Linked DNA regions of Mus musculus: region 1 is linked to region 2. A link is a contact called in public Hi-C data. All regions are on one chromosome and are shown on one strand. Each heading gives the region's core, a stretch centred on a gene start, on an enhancer-like site or on the middle of the called end of the contact. The rest is flanking DNA. Distances are from core to core; before and after follow the strand shown. Region 1 holds the start of 9530082P21Rik (RIKEN cDNA 9530082P21 gene). Region 2 holds the start of 1600012H06Rik (RIKEN cDNA 1600012H06 gene).

Region 1 (6,536 bases), core at 1,483-3,982, 8.8 Mb after region 2:
GGTGGAGGGAGTGCGATAGAGGTGGGGTATTCCAAGGAGACGGACTTGCTTTAGGTTGTAGGCTAGTGAGTGGCGCCTCCTCTGGCAGCTCGCTCAGCAGCCAAGATGAGGATCCAGCCGGGAGTCCCCCTCTTGTACTGACTCTACCAGAGCCCTCCAGATATCTAACAAGGACACTCCAAGAAGACCTGTCTGTCCTTCCCTTTCCACCGGAGGGCAAAAATGAATGTTGAAGCTCTGTAGTTTTCCCCTCACGTTTTATGTGAGGGTCAGTCCAGTGGAGGAAGAAGCGAAGAACACAAGTGAATGTCCATGATCTCATGCATGGCAGAGTTGGCCAACGAACAGTGGGCCTTAAAACAACTCTCCAGAGTTTAGGATGGATCTGCCCAGTCCTGTCTCCTGCAAAGGGACAAGGGAGAGAGATGGTATTCAGTTACCAGGCTGGGGACACTGAGTGGAAAGAGGAAGTGTGTTCCTGCCACAAGTTCCAGTCTGGGGTGGCTGAGGAACCTTTGAAAAGTAAGACAGGCCACATGCCCCGCACCACTAACACACACACTTCCCCAGCATTCCACACTCAGCCCTGTGCAGGCAGCAGCTTGTCAGCATTCCCATGGCCCTAGGGGAACATTTGCACCTCCCCATTCTGCAGGTCCATGAACTGGGGCTCAGAGGCCTTTGGCAACTATGGGCTCACTAGCTAGTCAGTGTTGGAGCCTGGTTTCAAGTAGAGTCTGCTCTAGGTGCTGGGCACTGACACCGTTGTTCCTATCACATCTTTGGGGTTCTCTAACTCCACAGAACCATGTGGCTAGGGAGGGACACCAGGTAGCTCTCTCTCTCTCTCTCTCTCTCTCTCTCTTTCTTTCTCTTGTTCTTTCTTTCTTTCTTTCTTTCTTTTTGTTTTTATTTATTTTTTTATTTTTTTCCAGTCAGGGTTTCTCTGTGTATCCCTGACTGTCCTGGAACTCACTTTGTAGACCAGGCTGGCTTTGAACTCAGAAATCCACCTGCCTCTGCCTCCCGAGTGCTGGGATTAAAGGCGTGTGCCACCACACCCAACAGCTCTCTCTTTAGAAAAAAAAATTATATATTTTTAGACAGGGTCTTACTTGTAGCCCTGCTGGACTAGAGCTTGCCATAATAGACCATGTTGGACTGGAACTCACAGTATTCCCCTGCCTCTGCCCCCTGCATGACAGAATTAAAAGTGTTGGCCACCATGCCCACCTTCTAGTTCTCTTTGTCCAGGACCATAAGTCCCATTACTTTCCCCACACCTCCACTGAGAGCTGCGATCCCACTGCAGGCTCCCTGGGAGAGCTTTTTCACAGCTGGAGAAACCAAAGTACTGAAAGTTAGTATAGGGTCACAGTGCCTAAGACCCTGACCCTGGTGAACAAAGAAGCTTCCTGATCTGTCACTACCTGCACATACTTGTTATGTGGCGACAGCAGAGAGACAAGAACAGAAAACTTGGACATGAGGGTGGGTGGCCTTTGCTTGTATTTCCTTGGAAGCACATGATATCAGGTTTGTCCAGCTCAAGGTGTGTGTGTGTGTGTGTGTGTGTAGAGAGAGACATTGGGTGGCATTACCCCAGGACATTTCCCAGGGTGCATTTGAGCCCATCAGAGTGAGGGTAGATGCCAATGCAGACTCAGCAAAAGGAACCCCACAATTCTCAGTTGGATATCCGGGTCTCTCAGCGGTGGCACGTGGTGTTCTGCATGCATGCCTGCTTTCACACTTCCCCTCCCCCACCTCAGAGTCTGCTTGTCTTTCTCACTTCCCGATAATTACACCTTCCTCTCTGAATCACACCTTCCTTGGTCATAGGTCATAAGTAAGACGTTGTGTAGGTGCCATTTGATGCTTTGGGTCTCAAAAGCCTACTGCTATACCATGTCCGTTTCCTCTGTCTGCACCACCACCTGGCCAACTGTGAGAGAGAGGGCTGCCTCAGTGTACTTCAGTGAGAAGTGAGAGGGCTGCCTCGGCTGCCTCAGTGTACGACGCTCACCTTTTTTTTTTTTAAAAAGATTTATTTATTTTATGTATATGGGTACACTGTAGCCGAACAGATGACTGTGAGCCATCATATGGTTGTTGGGAATTGAATTTTTAGGACCTCTGTCTGCTCCAGTCAACTCTGATCACTCAGTTCCTGCTCGCTCCAGCCCAAAGACTTTTATTATTATACATAAGTACACTCACTGTAGCTGTCGTCAGATCCCTTTGTCGGGTGGTTGTGAGCCACCATGTGGTTGCTGGGATTTGAAATCAGGAACTTCAGAAGGGCAGTCAGTGCTCTTACCCGCTGAGCCATATCACCAGTCCCACACTCACCTTCATTGTAACATAAGCTGCTGCTGGCTTGTCATAAGTGCTCACAGCCTGTCGGGGCTAGGGAACACTCAGCCATGGATACCCATGACTTTGTTCATCTAAATTTCTTGAGCTTCCTCTGCCTCAGTTTCCCTACTGGGATGCCACAGTTGGGGAAATATGTGTCCAGCAGTTTTGCAAGTCTTGCCTCTGGGAGGCACAGAGGGTAGCTACCTTTGCTATTTACATCTGCCTCCAGCCTCTAGGGGGTGCTAGAGAACTGTTTCCAGAGAACTCTCGGTGATTTATTGGAATTTGCCATTCTGGACTAGGTTGGTAATTCTGAGAGGTGGAGTCAGTTTGTCTGCTCCAGCCATAAAATTCTTCTGGAGGGGCCTCTCAGGAAGGGCGGCTACTGACCTGGGGCTATGGGTTATGCTGGTTCTTCGTTGCCCCTCCCTCACAGGAGGCCTGGGAAGGAAAGGTTTCACTTTCGAAGGATGAGATGGCTAAACAGAAAGGCCCTGTCCAGTCATTTGCAATCAGACTTCGCCTGGTGGTTGCTACACTGACTGACTTGAGGGGGTGTCAGGGGTGTGGGGACCTCTGGGAAGAAGATCCTGGAGACCCAACAGTAGTTGGTGAGGAACCACCATGACTTGGTTTCAGAGTCCGCTGGTTTGGAGCAGAAAGGTAGGAACTGTATCCTGCCCATTCTCTCGTCCTGCTTCCCCAGACCTCTGACTCTGTCTTCTCTTTCCGCAGGAAAATTACGGCACCAGCTGGGAGCTGCAAATGCCTGTGGGGGTCCCAGTTGCTGCTGGTGTCCTGGCCCTCCTGGCCCTCCTGGCGTTGGCTTACCATTGTCTCAAAGAGGTACCTTCCTTCTCCTGACTCCATGCCTCTGCCCACAGCCATCTCCTTAGAACCTTCTCCTCTCTTTCTCATGACTCTCTCTGTGCCCAGGCCTGGAGGTCCAGATGCCAGCAGCCCTTGCCATGAGGGCTGGAGGTGTCCTCAAACTGGAGAGAGCTACAGCTTGTCTTCATCCACAGCCCGGGTCAGGGCCAGCTGGCGACCCTCTCTTCAGAGCCTCATGGCCCTCTACAGCCTTCCCTACTGTCCCTCTGAAGACCCTACTGGTACCAGGACAGCCCCTCGGCTTTGGGTCTGAAGAGACCTCCGTGTTTCAGAGGAGGTCGTGGTATTGGCCAAGCACCCTGCACCTGTTAATGTGGATGAAGGATTGAATCCATGGGAGGAGGGTAATGTGGGGTGAGGGCTGGATCCTCATCCCTCGGGTGTCAGGCATGAGGGAGGGGACACACTAGCAGAACTGTCTGTTGTCTCTGGGTTGTGGCATCAAGGCTTTCTCTCCCCAGAGTCACCTCAAGAAGTCAAGGCCCTGGTTACTCCATCTTAGCAGTAGCCTGTTCCTCTGGGGGTGCGGTAGGGGTGACACTGTGACCCAAAGGGGAGCCATGGACTAGAAGCAAAAGCACAAGGCCCTCGCGAGTGGCCAATGAATGTCTCAGCAGGCAGAGGAAGCTATGTCTGACCTCCACTCCCCAAATCTCTGTCATTGCCCAGGCAGAGCTTTGGGGTCTCATGTCCCAGCTGGCTCCTTCCTGGGACCATGGCAAGGGCCACTGCAATCTCACCCTTTGTAGTCCCTGAGTTCTCTTGGCTGAGCCCAGGCACCAGAGAAGGCAGGGCCTACTGAAGCACATCAGGGGTCCCTGGCTGGTGAGCAGTAAGCCTGTGGAACTTTCTGGGTCAGGACACTGCTGCAGGCCCCCTGTGTCCACTGTGACCTGGACTCCTGAGATCACCCAGGATCACCTCATTATTTTTTTGCTGAGCTTCCCTGGGTCAGGGAGGGTGAATTAGTAATGGCAGGTTAGTTAGGCCATGGCAAGTCGAATCTGAAAGTGATTCCTGCCCCTGCTGATGCACAGGCTCACCAGCCAGTTCTCTGGAGTGTAGACGTAACCCTGCATGCACCAACACTCTTCTCTGACTATGTCACACTGTGTGGAGATGGTGGAGGGATTGATGCAGATTAATTATAGTCTCTAATTAATTAAACTGTCTCTGAGTTAAGTAAGAGATGGGGACAGGAACACTGGTGCATGCCTGTGGTCTAAGCTAAATGTGGCAGGTTGAGGCAGCAGAATGACTTGGGTCTAGGACTCAAGGTCAGCCTGGATAACAAAGCACTGCCTGGCCTTAACTCTCAGTGGGGTCTGCTATGTAGCTCAGGCAGGCGTGCAAATTGTTAGGTAGCCCCATCGGGCCTCATCTGAGATCCTCATACCTTGATTCCCTGAGTACTGGGACTATAGGCACATAGAATTTGAGACCTTGATTCTCAAAAACAAAAAAAACAAAAACAAAAACAAAAACAAAAAACAAACAAAAAAGATGCTGGTGATGAACCTAGAGGGCCTGATTTGGCCAGTGAACTGTCTGGAGTCTAGATTTCTGCCCATAGCTGCACAGGAGAGGATGAGCTACCAGCCTTAGTTAGGGGCTGCCACTTTGATTGAAGCTGTGTGTGCCTCCAGGCAAAGGACACTGTTCAGACCTCCCAGAGACCTGGTTCACCAAAGGCATGAGCTAATAACAGGGAGTGTTTGGCAGCTGATCTTGGTAAATTGTTCAAAGCAGTAGTGTGTGTTGGACAGGACAGGCTGGTGGGCTTGGGGGCAGTGTGGAGTGAGACCAGCGTGGACAGGGCACAAGTGTCTAGGGCTGCAGGAAAGCGTGCCAAGCCTCTAATACCCTCCTGTTTGGCAGGGGCCTCTGCCATGGTCAGGAAGGTCACACTGAGTCTATTACAGTCCTGCAGAATAAGAACAAGATTGGTCTCCCTGGAGTACTGGATATCTTCCCGAGCAAGAGGCTGTAGGCTGAGGCAAGTGGAGGAAGGCCTAAAGACCAAGTGGGCCCTGGAGACATCCTTAAGTACATCTCTGGTGTCTGGTCCTTAAGTGAGGTAATCACACCTGACACACACAGCCAGGGAGAGGACCCCATGGCAGGAACTGTGGAGTCTGCACTGGCGGGCTGAGGAGGGGCCTGAGGAGAAGTGGGTGTGGAAGCCTCCCGTTGCAAGGTGAGTAGTTGGTCTCCAGGTGAGATGGAAGTAGAGGGATGGAAATGTATATTAAATCCCACAGTTGCTGGGCAGTGGTGGCACATCCTTAACGCCAGCTCTCAGGAGGCAGAGGTAGGTGGATTTCAGTTTTAGGCCAGGTTGGTCTACAGAGTAAGTTTCAGGACAGCTACCTAGAAGGAGGACTACACAGAGAAACCATGTTTCATAAACCCAAATCAAACCCCACCATCGAGTTTTTACTTGAAATCCTTTCTCTCTACCTGGTGCTGAGATTACAGACATGTGCCCCAGAGGTGCTGGGAATCTGACTCAGGTCCTTATAGCTATGTAGTAAGCACTTTACTAAGTGGGCCGTTTCCCCAGCCTTCAGACTGTCTTTTTTTGACTGGAGACAAATCTCAGGTGGAGGCCCAGGATGGCTGGTAATCAGAGCCAGTTAATGACGAAGATGAAAAGTGGGGAGTTGCCTGCCCAGGAGGTGCCCAGCGTCTCAAGAGGCAAACCTGGCCTTTGCTTGGGATACCACTTTCATCTGTGGCTCTCACTTGGGGTACCGCTTCCATTTGTGGCTCACTTGGGGCACTGCTTCCATTTGTGGCTCACTATAACTCATTCTCATGAGCTCAGAAGAACTCAAGCTGAGAGGTAGTACATGGCCCACTCTTCAAGCCTTCCCCAGGGCTGGGGATAGCTCCTCAGCAGGTCCCCTCCAAGTCTTGATCTAGGCCAAGCAAACACCATTGCCCATGAGTTACCAACCAAATCCACAATGTCCCCAGCACTTGGCAGGCGGTATGTGGTTTGTGGCAGCGCAGACTATTACTGACACACAGCAGCTCTGTACCATGAGACTACACAGGGTTTATTGAGGGAATCAGATGAGCAGAAGACAGCGGCAGGCACCAGGCCATTACTATCCCACAGGGGTGGCTGTTCCACGGCTTGTTTGCTAAGGGAGAGGAGCATGCAGCTCTATGACATGATGAGGACAGCTCTGGCCAGGGTGCAGCACGCAGGAAATTCTGCCGTTCCTGGGGACATTAGAGTGCCACTGCTGGCATGGCTCCTGAGTCCTGCTAAACTC
Region 2 (7,004 bases), core at 3,947-6,446:
AGTTTCAAAGACCTCCGTTTCATAGCTCAGACTACCACGGGCCTGCTGAAGAACAAATGTCTATCAAACTCTAACACAAGATGAGCACAGGCCTGACCTGCCACACAGCAGGCAACTATGAAGACCCAAGATGAATGAACACAGGACAGACTTGACACACCAGGCACTTTGTGCATAGCTGTGAGGAGCCTGCATGGCCACCACGCACTAGGAAATTTCCCTCCTCTTCAGGACACCTGCCTCTTTCCTCCAGCTCAAACACTGGAAGAGTGTTTCTGTTGCTTTGTGAACTAACAGTGTGATCTAAATTAGAATATAAATTCTCCATTCTCCCCGCACTCCAGCCACTGTGGCTTGGAAGTTTCTACCTAGCTGGTGCTTTTGTTTGTTGGTCTGGTGCTGGTGCCTTCCATGGGCAAATGCTTGCTTCAACAGGACAACTCCTGTCTGACTAGAGGAGTAGATCAGTACAATGAGGCAGAAATCTGCAAGGCCTTGCTGGCTATACAGACAGATACTTTGCTCTAAGACATTGAAAGATGGCCCCACGGATCCTAAACTATAATTTCTAACATTAAACAGACTCCTGGGGTTTTATCTCAGTAACAGTATGGATCTGGCTGTGGCTCTGGTAGGGGAAGCTCCTGGCATGCCCAAGTTCAGGACCCTAGCAGGTGAGATGACAACGCAGCCCTGCAACACTGGTGAGCCGTGCTCTCCAGTGGATGACAGGGGCTGGAAGAGTCAAACATGCTTCCTAGGTTGTTGGCCTGAGCAACTAGGGTTATTATTTCTGAGACAGAACAGTATTGGGTATCATAAATTAACTTGTAAATGTGATCATTAGTTGCAAACCTTCCACTGTGGCATTCTCTAGGCTCGGAATCCAACTTTCTTGCAGTTACATGGGAAGAAACAGAACCCACTTTCCTACCCCACAGTGTGTAAATTTGGAGGGTAGCAATTGGAGCACCTCATGTTGCTCTAATCATCCAAGAGCTAACAGAATGAATTAGTCTAAATACACAGAAGAAAGAAGGCAGGCATGGCAGTGACACTCACCAGGACACCATATCTCAGGTAAAACAGCACAAGCACAGGCAAGCCTCCGAGGAAAACGGTGAGCGTGGACAATTCTACAGGAAGACACACACACACACATACATACATACACCCCTTCACATATGCTCATATTCAACCATGCTTACTCACACACCCATACACATATAATTTGATGCAAATCAGGCCATGAAGAAGAAATATGATAACTCAAGGACACTGTACTAGTCAGGATTCTCTAGAGCAACTGAACTGAGAACAAATCCACATAAAAAAAGGGATTTATTAAAGTGGCTTACAGCCTGTAGTCTAGCTAAACAACAATGGCTGCCAACAAATAGAAAGTCCACAAATCCAGTAGCGTTCAGTCAGTGAGGCTGGGTGTCTCAGATGTCTTCAGTATAAGCTGAAATCCTGAAGAAGTAGGTACTTGTGCCCATTTAGGATTCAAGTCGCCAGCCAGGGAGGGAGGGCAAGCAGGAGAAGGGCGAAGAACTTCCTTCTTCCATGTCCTTTATGCAGACTGCATAAAACCTTTAAAAGTTTAAAAGTTTAAAGGTTTACATGTGGGTCTTCCCACTTGTGATGATTAAAGAAAATTCCCAAGTGTATCCAGCCACTTGGGTTTTAGTACAGTCCAGATGTGGTCAGTTGGCAACAAAGAATAAATGTCACAGACACAGAGCAATGTCTTCTTTTAACATAGTACTTTAAATTGATTCCTTGAGAATTCCATATACTTAAACAATATATTTTGATCCTTTCTCCCTCTTCTCCAACTCCTTCTGGGCTCTGCCACAAACAAATCTCCTCCTATCTTCCTGTCCTGTTTTTTTGGTTTTTGTTTTTGTTTTTTTTTTTTAAAATAACCCATGGTGTCCAATTAGAACAAGCAGTGTATGCATGGATCAGGGCTATTCAGTGGGGCATGAACACCTACCAGTGGCCACACCCCCAAAGGAAGATACTTTCTACTCTTTCTCCCCTAGAAGCTATCAGTTGCCAATAGTTCTTCAGGTAGGGGTGAAGTCTCATGCTGGACTTCTTTTTTTTTTTTTTTTTTTTTTTTTTTTTTATAATTTTTTTTTTTTTTTAAGATTTATTTATTTATTATATGTAAGTACACTGTAGCTGTCTTCAGACACTCCAGAAGAGGGCGTCAGATCTCGTTACGGATGGTTGTGAGCCACCATGTGGTTGCTGGGATTTGAACTCCTGACCTTCGGGAGAGCAGTCGGGTGCTCTTACCCACTGAGCCATCTCACCAGCCCTCATGCTGGACTTCTGACAGACTTGATCATGTAGAAGTCTTATACTGACAAAAACTTTAAAAGTAAAAGCAGAAAGCAAACAAACAGCGCGCAGGACTCAGAATTTGACATTATGAAAACATTCACCATCATTAGTCAGCTCCCCTGTAGTCAGGTACAACCATGTGGCTGTGCTCTAGCCTGGGCAGCAGGAGGAAGCATGAGTAACAGATCTCACTTTATAACCCTGGCCCTCGGAAGTCTCACCTACATAACTCTCAACAGTGGTTAAATACAAAGTCTGGGCGGGTGGGAGGGGTGGCTACAAAAGGTGGCACCACAGGATGAAAGAGGTCTGGAGGCCTGCGAGCTGCCTGGGAGGAGAGGAGGGCCTGGTTGCCAACACAGGTTCTATGCAGAACCAAGAGACTGTTTAGCATACCAGGGCTATATAGTACAGCACTGAACTCACCCTCACAATGGGAATTAACTTTTAAATGACAAAAATACACAGAGAATTAACCATTTAATTAGTGAAGGTGCCACAGCAGTAATGCTGGGTCTTCCATCCTGACCCACTGTCTTACTGTGTTTCCTCAGAGATAACATGGAATAGCATATCCCAGACATCCTACACACAGGAACATCAGACAGATAATAAGACTACAGTGTGTGTGAGACAAGGGGAACAACTCAAGAAATGCATTGATGAGTGAAAGATAAAGGCACTCTGGTTCTAAAGCTAAGTCAGTAGAAAAGAGCAATCGTCTCGGATATACTAAGAGCTATCTATACACTACACACAAGTACACATGCGATTGCTCTAACTCAAGGAGCATCTCGGCTAAAACTAGTTCCTTCTATATGTGTATTCTTAAGAAATAAAATTGCTTCCTTCTGATTATACAATATGAAAAATGTTTCTCAGTAGCTACACAGGTAGAATCAGGTCACTTCATTCTTGCGTTTAGAAACCATAATAGGCAATTCAACAGCTGATGGGCTCCCACAGAAAATGGCAGCATCGTAAAAATACCCTTGAACCTTCACTTACATCAAAAGATAAAGTTCTCCACGTTATCTAGGAAAGGAATTGAGCTCCAATTCCAGTACCCTGAAGACCTAGACATTGAGGATAACACTAACAAATAGCTATAGCTAACAGAGTGACATAAAACAGCAAAATGACACTTAGGTTCTTAATAAGGTTTCAGGTTCTTTCCTAAATTATCAAATATGATGAAAGATCCTATCTTTATACTTAGGAGTTGGTTGGTTTTTTGTTGTTGTTGTTGTTGTTTGTTTGTTTGGTTTTTTTTTTTCTTGTAAGCTACGAAGTAACTGGTATCCTGCTTTTGTTGGCCTACTAATTTTGAACTTTTGGGCCATTATACTGCATGTATTACCTAATGCTCTTATTTAAATGTGTCTCCCACAAATATTCCATATTGAACTCTGTCTTCCAAGGTGATGATGGTCTTAAGGCTCAGAGGGACAATGGGAGGTAATCTCGGTCTTGAATGTGGAACCTCCTTGATGCGATTGGTGTTCTTGTAAAATGAGACAAAGAACTTCTTGCCTTTCCACCCATTTATAAACCAGGAAAAGTCTCCAGACATGAAATCTAGTCTTAAGAACTGTGTGCATGCTTTCTCCTCCAGCCAAGCAAGATGCCTAAAGGAAAGACAGCCAAGGGAAGAAGGTGACCCTGAGCATCGCCGGTGTCAAGGACCAGGAGGCCAAAAAAGTGGTCAATCCTTAGTTTGAGAAAAGGCCCACGAATTTCGCCATTTGGGAAGGACATCCAGCCCAAAAGAGATCTTACACGCTTCATCAAATGGCCCCGCTACATCATGCTGCAGCGGCAAAGAGCCATCCTCTACAAGCGGCTCAAAGTCCCTCCTGCCATTAACCAGTTCACCCAGGCCCTGGACAGGCAAACAGCTTGCCCACAAGTACAGGCCAGAGACAACGCAAAAGAAGCAAAGGCTACTGGCCCCTGCTGAGAAGAAAGCTGCTGGCAAAGGCGACGTCCCAACTAAGAGACCACCTGTCCATTGAGCAGGAGTCAATATAGTCACCACCTTGGTGGAGAACAAGAAGGCTCAGCTGGTGGTGATTGCCCATGATGTAGACCCCATTGAGCTGGTGGTTTTCCTGCTTGTCCTGCCCAGGTTGGGGCGCCTGGTCCACAGGAAGAAATGCACCACTGTTGCCTTCACATAGGTTAACCCGGAAGACAAGGGTGCTCTGGCTAAGCTGGTGGAAGCTATTAGGATCAATTGTAATCACAGATATAACGAGATCCGTCGCCACTGAGGAGGCAACGTGCTGGGCCCTAAGTCTGTGGCTCGCGTTGCCAAGCTGGAAAAAGCAAAGGCTAAAGAACTCGCCACTAAACTTGATTAAATGTACACTAAGTTTTCTAATTACTAAATTACTTCCCAAAAAAATGTGGGGGGTGGGGTGATGGCAATTGTGGGCTTGGGGGGGGGGGAGGAATCATTTCTTACTAGTAGTTCTCATGTTGAAATTTATATTTCCCTTCTGTCATGGTTTAAGACAAATCCAAAAGTGTCCCTCCCGGTGCTGCCCGCACTCAGGGGCTTGTGCTGCAGGGCTTAGGGAGGCCACTCACGCGCGGCTCTGGGGGCGCGGGAGGAGAAGGCTGGACCGGGCGCGGCTCGGCCCTCCGCCATCCGGGAGCAGGCTTCCCAGTCATCCCCTCAAGGGAGCTTGTCGCAAGCTGCAATCCCTGGCAGCCTCACCGACCGTCCAGCCCACTTTCCCCGGAACTCACCGACCACGCCAGCCGCGTCGCTATGGTTACGGGGGAAAGCTGCTCTATTCTCGCGAGAGCCTGGCGTTACCTCACTTCCGGTCCCTTAGGCCGGAGTTGGTTCCCAAAAGCCCTCGCTTCCGGAGTACCACACTTCCGGGCGCGGCCTCTTTTCCGCCAGCTGGGGCGAGTTCCAGGCTGAGCCCGGGTGCTGCGGGTGCTGCGTGGCCTGCGGGGCGTGGCGGTGAGTTCGGGGTTGGCGACCTCGCTATTCTCCAGACACCTGCGCCCCCAGGGGCCTGTCCTAAGGTCCCTCTTACCGCTTCCCTCTTCCCACCCGCCTCCTCTGCTCCTCCCTCTCTGCTGTTCCCTACTCTTTATCCCTTCTCTCCTTCCCCTTCCCCACCGTCGGTTCCCGGGACCCAGGTGCACGAATCTTGGTCTGCGTGGACGAGCACCTCGGGTCACGCCTGTCACCCGTACCTTCCCAGCACAGCGACTGCAGATGAGGGAGTCCCCGAGTTGAGTGCCCCAGCGATGGCTACTCCCTGGAGGCGCGCCCTGTTGATGATCCTGGCGTCCCAGGTGGTGACCCTGGTAAAATGTTTGGAAGACGACGACGTCCCGGAGGAGTGGCTCCTTCTGCACGTGGTCCAGGGCCAAATAGGAGCCGGGAATTACAGCTACTTGCGGTTGAACCATGAGGGTAAAATTATTCTCAGGATGCAGAGCCTGAGAGGGGATGCGGACCTGTACGTGTCGGACAGCACTCCGCACCCGAGCTTCGACGACTATGAGCTGCAGTCTGTCACTTGCGGCCAGGATGTGGTCTCTATACCGGCACACTTCCAGCGACCGGTCGGGATAGGAATTTATGGACACCCCTCTCACCATGAGAGCGACTTTGAGATGAGGGTATACTATGACAGAACTGTGGATCAGTACCCATTCGGAGAGGCTGCCTATTTCACTGACCCAACAGGAGCCAGTCAGCAGCAGGCTTACGCTCCAGAAGAGGCAGCCCAAGAGGAGGAATCAGTTCTCTGGACGATATTGATTAGCATTTTGAAACTGGTGCTTGAAATTCTCTTCTGATCCCTTGAATATGCTGGAGCACAAACCCTTATTTTCACAGAGCGATTACAGTTTGCTGCGAACCTAGCTACTTGACCTGGTGAAACTCTGGTTACTTTTTTCTAGACTAGGATGGAAAAATAAAGCCATACAGTTTTGTTACCTCAGTTTACTCCCCAAGCAGGAAAAGCAGCAAGCACAATATTTTAGAGATTAAAATTCCTATAAAAAGGAGTCTGCTCAATAAAATGTTTAAATGCATTTTGGTTAGTCAGGTGAGTAAGAAGATTACAGTAACAGGCTGTATAAATCAGATTAAACTTTACTGCTGGTGCAGAAGTTGATGACTGTAGAATTTATAGACATTTAAATGAAGTACAGCACTTCGAGTTTTAAAGTCTTTAACATTTTAAAGCCAGGTGGAAAATGCAGTGACAGGTTCGCTCTTCCCAGAGCCTCTGCACAGTAGGGGTATGGTACCTGATACCCAAGCAAGCTCTCCTGGCAGCAAGTATTGACAAACTGTTGCTGTGCTGGTGATTTAGAGTCCAAATCCTGTTGTACCAGATCTTGGGCCATTTGCCCTTTCCTCTGCTTAGCCAGATTGGAGCTTTCTGGTTATTAGGTAACTATGATACTACCTAATCAGGTCAAGACAGAGTCATAACAAGTGGTAACTTTGTTATATTCAAGAAGAAATACTTCAAATTAAGTTGCTACTACCTCTTTCTGCTGATCTCTGGAAAAAACAACACTATGAAATTAAAGCCTGGGGAAATGAGCCATTTCTCTGACTTTGTTTCAAGGGTAGAAGTTGCTAATAAAGAAATAAATCAACTTGA

The links. Hi-C and Micro-C count contacts between places; a contact is called where the count stands out from the background.
Region 1: a contact with region 2 is called in a Hi-C map of B cells, with 5 read pairs. The contact joins the promoter of 9530082P21Rik here to the promoter of 1600012H06Rik in region 2. A contact is called at or near these places in 1 of 39 promoter capture datasets (cranial neural crest) and 1 of 484 Hi-C or Micro-C datasets (B cells).

What each region holds. Positions count from the first base shown.
Region 1 is chr17:23,746,504-23,753,039 of GRCm38.p6, forward strand. It overlaps 9530082P21Rik (RIKEN cDNA 9530082P21 gene), which reads left to right and starts at 2,733. Exons shown (of 3, transcript NR_015472.2): 1 at 2,733-3,207; 2 at 3,298-3,596; 3 at 5,175-6,536. It overlaps Flywch1 (FLYWCH-type zinc finger 1), which reads right to left. Exons shown (of 8, transcript NM_001357994.1): 8 at 6,292-6,536.
Region 2 is chr17:14,937,988-14,944,991 of GRCm38.p6, forward strand. It overlaps 1600012H06Rik (RIKEN cDNA 1600012H06 gene), which reads left to right and starts at 5,197. Exons shown (of 2, transcript NM_026451.2): 1 at 5,197-5,332; 2 at 5,580-7,004. The coding sequence starts at 5,626. The coding sequence ends at 6,183. It overlaps Wdr27 (WD repeat domain 27), which reads right to left and starts at 5,137. Exons shown (of 25, transcript NM_175173.3): 1 at 5,110-5,137.